Regions from separate parts of the Macaca mulatta genome. Here region 1 is linked to region 2. A link is a contact called in public Hi-C data. All regions are on one chromosome and are shown on one strand. Each heading gives the region's core, a stretch centred on a gene start, on an enhancer-like site or on the middle of the called end of the contact. The rest is flanking DNA. Distances are from core to core; before and after follow the strand shown.

Region 1 (5,820 bases), core at 323-2,822, 60 kb after region 2:
GCCAGGCTGGTCTTGAACTCCTGACCTCAGGTGATCTGCCCATCTCTGCCTCCCAAAGTGCTGGGATTACAGGCATGAGCCACTGTGCCTGGCTAAGAGGGATTTTTTTTTTTTTTAACATGATCTGGGGCAGGTTTAGTCACAAAGGATGCTGGCCACTTAGACCTGAGTCAGCCATGCCAGAGCTGGGGGTTGGAACAGTTGTGGAAGAGACCGAGTCTGCACAACCTATAGGCTTGGCAAGCTGAGGCTGATCAGGGTTGGCGTCTGTGGGAATTAGGGAGGCTGCACTTCTTTGGCCACATTCCTGGGGCAGCAAGACTAATTCTGAACTCCATCTCCATTTGCTGGAGGGAGTATGCTCCTGATGTCCTCTCTTCCCCAGTCAGGGCTGCCTCAGAAGCTCCATGCTGAGGGTCTTTAGAGACCTCAACTTGCAGGAGCCGATGTTGCTCTGCCACTATATTGTCTCCCCAAAGGGTCTCCATGGCAACCTGTTGTTATCCAGCTCAAAATGAGAAGGTTCTCTCCCCTTTCGTTTCCACAGCTCTAATGTCTTGCTGGACCAAAATCTCACCCCCAAGCTTGCTCACCCAATGGCTCACCTGTGTCCTGTCAACAAAAGGTCAAAATACACCGTGATGAAGACTCACCTGTTCCAGGCGTCAGTTGCGTATCTGCCAGAGGATTTCATCCGGGTGGGGCAGCTGACGAAGCGAGTGGACATCTTCAGCTGTGGAATAGTAAGAGCGTCCTTCTCTGCTTAGACTGGGGCCCGCCCTGATTTGTCCTTCCCACAGCTCCTTTGTAATCACAGGATACGGTAGAGGCACACAGACGGGTTCCATCAAAGTTCAGCAGGGGCTGTCAAACCGTGGCCCACAGGCCACTCTGGCCTGTGGCCTATTTTGTGTGGTCTGTGAGCTAAGAGTAGTTCTACATTTATAAAGGATTATATTTTTAAACCAAAGAATATGTGATAGAGACTGAACATGCCCCACAAAATCTCACATATTTACTGTGTGGCCTGTTACAGAAGAAATTTGCCAGCCCTTGAAGGAAAACCGCTCATGAGTATCCAGGTTCTAGTAGGCTCCAGATATCCTCTCCTGACTTCCCTATTCCCATCAGCCATCCACCTGTCCATCCAATTGTCTATTTGTCCTTATTTGTTCATCGCTGTCCGATCATCCATCCACTCTTTAGCTGCCCATCCATTCAGCGACCGTTGACCCACCCAGCATCCCATCCTGCCACCACCACCATCCTTGTCTGCCATTGTGTTGTGCCAGGCACTAGGAATATGAATGTAACGAAAACACAGCCCTCCCCTCAGGAGCTCATGGTCTGCGTGTAGCAGTCTACAGAGTATATTTCTGTAGAACTCCAATTCCTTTGGATCTCTAGGATTGGTGGGTTAAAAGGTTTATGCCTTGACAGGCTTGGAAATATTGCATTAGGCAAAGCCAAGCAGGTTTCTTTACCACAAGATTAATTCAAGCTGGTAGGATGGTAATGAGCCTTTAATCTGGGACTTGTGAATTCACCAGAGAGGGGTATGCAGTGTTTCCCAAGCTCATTTGACTGTGGAACCTTGTTTTCTCAGAATATCTGTCCTCGTCAGTGTTCCATGGAACCCAGTCTGGGAAATGCTGCTGAGAAGAATGACAGTCAGGTTGGCTTCAGCCAAGTGCATACAGCTGCCCTGTGGGCCTCACCCTCTCTTCTTCTCTAGCCTTGAACTCTGTACTTCCTCTCTCTGACCACAGTCTCCTGTCTACCTCTGCCACTAGAACCGTGGCCCTGAGTCACCTCTGCCCTCAGCAAGAACCCCAGATTCTGTACCCCTGTGTCTCCCAGCAGGTTCCTCTGCCTCCCTCAGCCCCACTGCGAGTTGTTCAGTGAAGCTCAGCAGGGCTAGTCCAGGCTCCTGCTCCTTTAAGAACCAGGTGGGGCCGGGCGCGGTGGCTCACGCCTGTAATCCCAGCACTTTGGGAGGCCGAGGCGGGCGGATCACAAGGTCAGGAGATCGAGACCACGGTGAAACCCTGTCTCTACTAAAAATACAAAAAATTAGCCGGGCGCGGTGGCGGGCGCCTGTAGGCCCAGCTACTCGGGAGGCTGAGGCAGGAGAATGGCGTAAACCCAGGAGGCGGAGCTTGCAGTGAGCCGAGATCACGCCACTGCACTCCAGCCTGGGCGACAGAGCGAGACTCCGTCTCAAAAAAAAAACAAAAAACAAAAAAAAAAAAACAAAAAAAAAAGAACCAGGTGGATGGGCAGGGAGTGGTGGCATACGCCTGAAATCTCAGTACTTTGGGAGGCCGAGGTTGCAGTGAGCCAAGATCATACTATTGTACTCCAGGCTGGGCAAAAGAGCCAGACTCTGTCTAAAAAAAAAAAAAAAAGAAAAGAACTGGGGGATGGAACCCCTAGGCCCAGCTCAGTTACCTTCAGCTGTGTGACCTACACCCAGCACCTCTGTCTCTGGGCCTCAGTTATGCTTTCTGTAAGATGGGGCTAACGATATACATGGAGACAAATGGGATAATATATGTAAGCAGGTGAGCATGGTACCTTGCACCCTGCACCTACCAAGAATATTATGATGACTGTGGTTATTGTTATTCCCACCTTTACACCCTCCTTCTGATATCTGTTTACTCTTGACCCTCTAACCAGTGTGTTAGTGTCACAGGTGACTTCCTCATCCATCCATTCACTCTCCCGCTCATCCACCCACGCACCCACCCTTGCACCCACTCACCCATCCACCTACCCACCTGTCCACCCATGTACCCACCCTCCCTCCTACCCTCCCAGCCACCCACCCACCCATCCATCCACCCATTTATCCACCTACCCACACATTCACCCATCCATCCATTCATCTACCACCCATCCGTCCATTCATTCATTGAATGCCCCCTGTCTCCTGCCACCCTTTTGCTCAGCCCTGCCTCTGGTTGACTGAAATGATTTTGAACTTTGACTTCTCCTGTGGGCAGCACAGTGCATTGCTCAGTGTTTTTTGGTGAGTGCTCAGTGACCTCTATAAAGGACTTGGCTCAGAGCCTGCCCTGTGAAAGGGGCACAGGAAATCTTTGTTTATTCATTTCCCCTTGTTCCATCCCTTCCTGGCAGGGACCTGTCAGGAGTCCCTTTTCAATTGGCTCCTGTCCCACTTGCAGCAGTGATGCCCTCTGCTGCCCTCTTCTGGTCACTGCCAGTCTGTTATTAATCCTGGGTGGTTTCAAACCTTTATCCTTTTTCCTCCAGGCTTGGAGGGATTCTTGGCTATAAATGTGACCCTATTCTGACTTGCTTCGAGAGATGCTGTGGGAGAGAGATTCCACACTAAGTGTGTGGTATTCACACCTTTAATATTCACAACTGCTAGTCCCCATTTAACAGATGAGGACACTGAGGCTCAGGTTTTAGTTACTTGCCTAAAGATCACCTGAGCATGTAAGGAACAGAGTCAGAATTTGAACTCAGGCCTGACTGTAGAGCCCTTAACCATCATGGCATTGTCTCTACTGAGAAACCCTGTTCAAAGCAGGTTTCCTGTTTATGAAGACATATATCATGGTTTGCCAATTTTCTGGTGACTTACATGTATACAGGGCTGTGCTCCTTGTGCGAGTGGCTGCACTAATGAATAATGTTAGGAAAGGCCTGTGAGTGAAACATGCTATGGATGCTGCAAGATTTGTCTGGAAGAGATACCTGCCTGCATGCAGACTCCTTCCTTTCCTGAGATTCACACAGCAATGCCTGCTTGCCATAGCTGAAGGATTTTCTTTTCTTTTCTTTTCTTTTTGAGACGGAGTCTTGCACTGTTGCCCAGGCTGGAGTGCAGTGGTGCAATCTCAGCTTACTGCAAGCTCTGCCTCCTGGGTGCACGCCGTTCTCCTGCCTCAGCCTCCCGAGTAGCTGGGACTACAGGCGCCCACCATCATGCCCGGCTAATTTTTTGTATTTTTAGCAGAGACGGGGTTTTACCATGTTAACCAGGATGGTCTCGATTTCCTGACCTCGTGATCCACCTGCCTCGGCCTCCCAAAGTGCTGGGATTACAGGGGTGAGCCGACGCATCTGGCCAGCTGTAGGATTTTTAAATGAAACAATCTTGGGCCGGGCGCGGTGGCTCAAGCCTGTAATCCCAGCACTTTGGGAGGCCGAGACGGGCGGATCACGAGGTCAGGAGATCGAGACCATCCTGGCTAACCCGGTGAAACCCCGTCTCTACTAAAAAATACAAAAAACGAGCCAGGTGAGGTGGTGGGCGCCTGTAGTCCCAGCTACTTGGGAGGCTGAGGCAGGAGAATGGCATAAACCCGGGAGGCGGAGCTTGCAGTGAGCCGAGATCCGGTCACTGCACTCCAGCCTGGGCGACAGAGCGAGACTCCGTCTCAAAAAAAAAAAAAAGAAGAAACAATCTTTAAAAAATAGTGTGTATAGGCCGGGCGCGGTGGCTCAAGCCTGTAATCCCAGCACTTTGGGAGGCCGAGATGGGCGGATCACAAGGTCAGGAGATCGAGACCATCCTGGCTAACATGGTGAAACCCCGTCTCTACTAAAAATACAAAAAACTAGCCGGGCGAGGTGGCGGGCGCCTGTAGTCCCAGCTACTCGGGAGGCTGAGGCAGAAGAATGGCGTAAACCCGGGAAGCGGAGCTTGCAGTGAGCTGAGATCCAGCCACTGCACTCCAGCCTGGGCGACAGAGCGAGACTCCGTCTCAAAAAAAAAAAAAAAATAGTGTGTATATACGGGTGTGTATCTATCTATATCTATCTATACCTATATATCTTATGGTAATATACATAAACACACATACACGTGAATTTTTGAAAACCATCTTCTCTGCCTGGCTATCAATTAATTACAACCTTCCACTGGCAGCTTGGTGGCATCTTTAATTGGGGGAGGAGGTGTTTAGTGATATTCCCACGTTCCAGATTTTGGGCAGGTGTGTCTGCTGGCAATGGCAGAGCTGTGCCTCGAGCTCAGACTTTGCAACTGAGAAGACAGAATCTACGGCCTGGCTGTTTGTACAAGTGTCTGAACCATGCTAACTCACGTTCTGTTCTCTCCAGGTGTTGGCCGAGGTCCTCACTGGCATCCCTGCAATGGATAACAACCGAAGCCCGGTTTACCTGGTAAGGGAACTTGTCACATCTGGCTGGGTGGTATATTTGGGAATCACAGCTCTGTAGAGAGGGCAAAGATCTCAACTCTAGCTAATTTTACACATGCTAATGAGGCCCAGTCCAAGCTTGCATTTGCATCTCCACAAAGCAGCTTTAACCTCCCATCCCCACCTACCAGCCAACCATTGCTTTTTCATGATAATAGCATGTGGGGCTTGGCACCGTGGCTCATGCCTGTGATCCCAGCCTTTGGGAGGCCAAAGTGGGTGGATCACTTGAGATCAGGAGTTCAAGACCAGCCTGGCCAAAATGATGAAATCCCATCTCTATTTTAAAAAAAAAAAAAAGTACGAAAACCCCGCAACATTATCCAGGCGTGGTGGCATGCACCTGTAATCCTAGCTACTTGGTAGACTGAGGCAGGAGAATCACTTGAACCTGGGAGGCAGAGGTTGCAGTGAGCTGAGATTGTGCCACTGCGCTCCAGCCTGGGTGACAGAGCAAGATTCTATCTCAAAAAAAAAAGAAGTTGGAATGTTTACAGAAAGCGCACTTCTTCTCTACATATCATGCAATTCGTTAGGGATTTTCCTCAAATTGATAAAAGTTAATTTCTGCCCTTTTAAATAAGTTTCTTTAATAAAAACAATTTCCATTTTGTAGGCC
Region 2 (5,551 bases), core at 2,093-4,592:
AACAAAGACCTTACTTTGAATAACTTATTCTAAAGAGTGGTAACCGAGATGTGTCCCTATGATGACCTGCTCAGGCCCAAAATGAAGGAATCGCAGTAATCCCAGCACTTTGGGAGGCCGAGGCGGGCGGATCACGAGGTCAGGAGATCGAGACCATCCTGGTAAACACGGTGAAACCCCGTCTCTACCAAAAAATACAAAAAAATTAGCCGGGCGTGGTGGCGGGCGCCTGTAGTCCCAGCTTCTCGGGAGGCTGAGGCGGGAGAATGGCCTGAGGAGGCAGCAGAGAGAGCAGTAGGGGCTCCTCTGCCTTCCAGAATTGACCAAGGCTGAATGTGAAACTTCCGTGGTCTTAAAGCCTCACCCCAGGGAAGAGGCCCTGTGGCACTGAGGGAGGAGCTCTACACACACACACACACACACGCACACACACGCTGCTTGCAGAAGAGAAGGAGAAGCAGGTAGGGGACTCTACAAAAAAGAGAAAAGGAGAAAAAGAAGAGGACCTTTATTCTCTTTTGCCTCCATGTGCCTGGGATGGAGATGCTTCTCCACCCAGCCTACGGCAAACCATCATTACAGTTCCCAAGTCCACGTTCAGCCACTGCGGAAAACACGGGACTTCCTTGAAAAGCAGGCTTAGAACACTATGTCCCACTTTCAACATCAAAAAGGACATCATAGTAATCCTTTATTGGGCTCAGCACTTCACAGTTGATCTTGAGCATTTTGGAGTCCATTTGGGCTTCATAACACTCCTTCCAAGTGGCTGCAGCAGGAGACCTAGTTTCCAAAAGGGAAAACAGAACTGGCTCAAAGGACTAAGAGCTGGAGAGGGGCTGAACCAGGGCTCCAGTCTTGATAGGACTCCAAGGCCAGTGGGTGCTTTTTCAAGACCACCAATGACAGCTACCACTTTTTGGGCACATTCTCTGTGCGAGGAAAGTCCTGTAGTAGGTGTTCTATATAGGCTGTGTAATTTGATTTATTCCACTCCCCTCACAACTCTAAGCCACAGGAATGAGCAGGCCCACTTTACAGATACTGGAAACAAGTCTTGACAAATGAAATGAGTTGTCCAGAGTCACAAAGCCTGTTGGTGGCAGAACGGCAACTTGGTCCTAGGACTGCTCACTTTGATTTCAGTTTACTCCTTTTGCAGCGCTCCTCCATAGCTGATGGCCACAGCTACACAGTGGTACCTACTCTAGTTACTTACCTGTCCTTTGTGACCTCACCTAATCTCTTGGAATCTATTTACTTCTGTGTAAAATGGAGATAATAATATCTATAGTATAGGCTTGTAAGAATGACATAAGATCATTTTTGCAAAGTACATTGTAGATACATTTAAGTGTATCTGTATTTACAACATACTTTAGCCAGTGGTGATGAAGAGCCTGGGGTCAGAATGCTTAGGTTCAAATGATTTTAACCTCTCTGTGCCTTAGTTTCCTTGTTTGTAGAATGGGGGTCTACCTACCTACCTCAAAGGGTCATTGTAAGGAGTAAGTAAAGTAACCCAGGTGAAGGCTACACACAGTAAGTGCTCAATAAATACTAGCTACTATATATTATACATATATGTGTGTGTATATACACACACACACACACACACACACACACACACACACACACTGTGAGTTCTGTTCCTTGTACCCTCTTTGTTTATTTAGAGACAGGGTCTTACTCTCACCCAGGCTGGAGTACAGTGGTGCAATCTTGGCTTACTGCAATCTCCACCTCCTGGGCTCAAGTAATCCTCCTACCTTAGCCTCCCAAGTATCTGGGACTACAGGCACATGCCACCATGCCTGGCTAATTTTTGTAGAGACAGGGTCTTGCTCTATTTCCCAGACTGGTCTCAAACTCCTGGGCTCAAGCGATCTGCCTGCCTCTGCCTCCCAAAGTGCTCGGGTTATAGGCGGGAGCCGCCACACCCAGCCCCTTATACCCTATTTAATAATCCAATTTGTCCTGCAGTCCCCTGTACCATACTCTGCTTTTCCCCCAGTAATAGTTATCATCTTCTAAGATAATGCAATTAGCCACCTGCACTCCCTTTTACCACCCTCTACTTTCATTCTTTTTTCTTTTTTTCTTTCTTTTTTTTTCAGAGAAAGGGTCTCATTCTGTCACTCAAGCTGCAGTGCAGTCATAGCTTACTGCAGTCTCAAACTCCTGGGTTCAAGAGATCCTACCCCCTTAGCCTCCTGAGTAGCTGGGAGTATAAGTATGCACTACTATGCTTGGCTCATTTTAAAATTTTTTGTAGAGGCCGGGCGCAGTAGCTCACGCCTCTAATCCCAGCACTTTGGGAGGCCGAGGTGGGTGGATCACGAGGTCAGGAGTTCAAGACCATCCTGGCCAACGTGGTGAAACCCTGTCTCTACTAAAAATACAAAAATTAGCTGGGCATGGTGGTGCGTGTTTGTAATCCCGGCTACTCGGGAGACTAAGGCATGAGGATTGCTTGAACCAGGACCCGGGAGGCAGAGGTTGCAGTGAGCCGAGATTGCGTCACTGCACTCCAGCCTGGGCTACAGAGTGAAACTCCCTCTCAAAAAAAAAAATTTTTTTTTGGTAGAGATAGGATCTTGCTATCCTGCCCAGGCTTCTACTTTCATTCTCCAACATAATCTGCCTATTTTTTTTTTTTTGTTTTTTGAGACAGAGTCTCGCTCTATCGCCCAGGCTGGAGTGCAGTGGCCTGATCTGGGCTCACTGCAAACTCCGCCTCCCGGGTTCACGCTGTTCTGCCTCAGCCTCTTGAGTATCTGGAACTACAGGCGGCCACCACAACGCCTGGCTAAAATGCCTGGCTAATTTTTTTTGTATTTTTAGTAGAGATGGGGTTTCACCGTGTTAGCCAGGATGGTCTTGATCTCCTGACCTCGTGATCCGCCCGCCTCTGCCTCCCAAAGTGCTGGGATTACAAGCATGAGTCACCGCGCCTGGCCTTGTCTGCCTATTTTTATTGCTTATTGTTTGTCTCCCTCCAGGACAAGGATTTTGTCCTTCTCTTCAGAGGTATTCCCAGCACCTACAACAGTGCCTGGCTCATAGTAGCTGCACAATACATATTAGCTACTATAGTAAAGTCTACCTGACTACCCTATTTAATAGAATATTCCCCACACTCAATCTGAATTCCTGATTCTCTTTAACCAACGTTTTTGCCTTTTTTTGCAATAGTACTTATTGCCGTTTAAGACACTCTGTAGCTTATTATTTTGTAAGCCTCATGAAAGCAAGGATTTTTGTATGTCTCCCCTCCCCTCCCCTCCCCTCCCCTCCCCTTCCCTCCCCTCCCCTTCCCTCTCTCCTCTCTCCTCTCTTCGTGAGACGGAGTCTCGCTCTGTCGCCGGGGCTGGAGTGCAGTGGCCGGATCTCAGCTCACTGCAAGCTCCGCCTCGTGGGTTTATGCCATTCTCCTGCTTCAGCCTCCCGAGCAGCTGGGACTACAGGCGCCCGCCACCTCGCCCGGCTAGTTTTTTTTTTTTTTTTTGTATTTTTAGTAGAGACGGGTTTCACCGTGTTAGCCAGGATGGTCTTGATCTCCTGACCTCGTGATCCGCCCGCCTCGGCCTCCCAAAGTGCTGGGATTACAGGCGTGATCCACCGCGCCCGGCTGTAGGCTTTCTTATTCAGGTATCACCAACACCTAGGGCAGTGCCTGGCATACAGTAGGTAATTAATGGAGTATTTGATGAGCGCATGAGACATGGTGTAGTGCCCATGGAAGTGGAGTCAGAAGGCCGCCTGCCGCTGCGGCAGAATTCCCATGTGGCCTTCTCCCCCGGGGCCTCAGTTTCCCCTCGCAGTTCCGATCCTCTGGCCGGCGCTGGGGTGGAGCCGGCGGGGCCGTCGTGCTGCCCGTGGCCGCTAGGGACGCTGGTGCCCTCCCGTCCCGCCCACTTCCCGGCCGGTCCGCCCCCAGCTAGAGAAGCCCCAGCCCGCGGTGTCCGATCCAGTTGCCCAGCGCCGGAGCCCCGTAGCGCGCCATGGCCTGCTACATCTACCAGCTGCCCTCCTGGGTGCTGGACGACCTGTGCCGCAACATGGACACGCTCAGCGAGTGGGACTGGATGGAGTTCGGTAAGTACGGCCCGGGGAGGGGAGGGGGCCAGAGCGACTGGTGCCCCCAGCGATCCCGCCAGCCGCCAAGCTCCCTCGGGCACCCGGGTTAAGCGGGTCCCGATCAGAGGGCGTGCGAGCTAAGCATCCTGGACTGGGCCCGCCGCGGACCTTGGCCCGTCACCTGAAGGTGCCGCGTGGTCTCTGAGGACGTCTATCGGGAGCTCTGTCGCCGAGCTGGGGCCGCCGCCACTGCGCTCTGAGTCCAGAGAACGGTGGGTGCTGGGGCCCTCCTGTCACCGCTGCTGGCTCCGTGACGGCGCCGGGTGGACATCCAGCCCACAACTGCGTGCGAAATGCGAGCCTCGACCCCGTCCTGCAGACAGCGCGGGCAAGTGCGCGGGGGCTTGGCGACCGAGCTGCAGAGGGTCTCTCAGGGACCACGGTGCTGTCACTCCTTGGGTGTGTGTGTGTGTGTGTGTGTGTGTGTGTGTGTGTGTGTGTGTGTGTGTGTGTGTTTAGTTTTAGTGTATATTAGAAGGATCTATTACTTAACATATATATATATATATATATATATATATATATATATATATATATATATAGAAAGAAACGGAGTTTCGCTGTTGTCGCACAGGCTGGAGTGCAATGGCACGATCTCTGGCTCACTGCAACCTCTGCCTCTCGAGTTCAAGCGATTCTCCTTCCTTAGCCTCCTGAGTAGGTAAGATTACAGGCGCTCGCCACCACCCCAATTAATTTTTTGTATTTTTAGTAGAGACGGGGTTTCACCATGTTGGTCAAGCTGGTCTGGAACTCTTGATCTCAGGTGATCCACCTGCATCTGCCTCCCAAAGTGCTGGGATTACAGACGTGAGCCACTGCGCCCAGCGTATTTATCATATTTGTGATTAAATGCATGTTACCATTGTAGTTTTAAAATCAAATATTTACTTTTAGTATACATTTTTGGATCACAGTATTTATGACTATAAACCTGTTTTGAGATCAGATGTGTCCTAGTAGGTTCAGTGTGTATAATGTGGCCTAAGCACAGGCACTTACTTTCACTCTATCGCAAGGTGCACAGTTGTCGAAAATTCCGTGGGAAGGCACTCAGGCAACCTCCGTATTTTGTATTTGTTGGTGCCTGATGGATGACTGGCGGAGGGCCATGGCCTCTGCTGGGGGTTGCTTGCCTGTTGTCTCTGCTTTCCAAGTGGAGATCTGCATTCCAGACTCTTGCTGTATGACTTTGGGTCCGTTTCTTAACCTCTCTGAGCCTCAGCTTCTGAATCTGTATGTAAACTGGATATGATAATTATAGCTTCTTCATAAAGTTGTGAGGAATGAAAATATTGTATAAGAGCACCAACACCTAAGTGTTAAATATTCTTATAAGTCATAAGTTGTAATCTTTCTTTTTATTTTTTGAGACAGTCTCATTTTGTGGCCCAGGCTGGAATGCAGTGGT

The links. A called contact is a pair of places that touch in the nucleus more often than the background predicts.
Region 1: a contact with region 2 is called in a Hi-C map of blood, with 2.8 times the contacts expected there. The contact joins the enhancer-like site here to the promoter of IRAK2 in region 2. A contact is called at or near these places in 4 of 14 Hi-C or Micro-C datasets (CD4 T cells, blood, cortical neurons and 1 more).

What each region holds. Positions count from the first base shown.
Region 1 is chr2:149,069,464-149,075,283 of T2T-MMU8v2.0, forward strand. It overlaps IRAK2 (interleukin 1 receptor associated kinase 2), which reads left to right. Exons shown (of 13, transcript XM_001090790.5): 9 at 548-743; 10 at 5,101-5,163. Among named protein-coding and RNA genes, the nearest start is that of TATDN2, 24 kb to the right of the region's middle. Within about 2 kb of position 1,573, at least 11 of the 40 cell types and tissues checked have an H3K27ac peak or open chromatin away from gene starts, as enhancers often do. A contact at or near this core is called in CD4 T cells and blood, where this site is marked.
Region 2 is chr2:149,007,225-149,012,775 of T2T-MMU8v2.0, forward strand. It overlaps IRAK2 (interleukin 1 receptor associated kinase 2), which reads left to right and starts at 3,343. Exons shown (of 13, transcript XM_001090790.5): 1 at 3,343-4,098. The coding sequence starts at 4,005.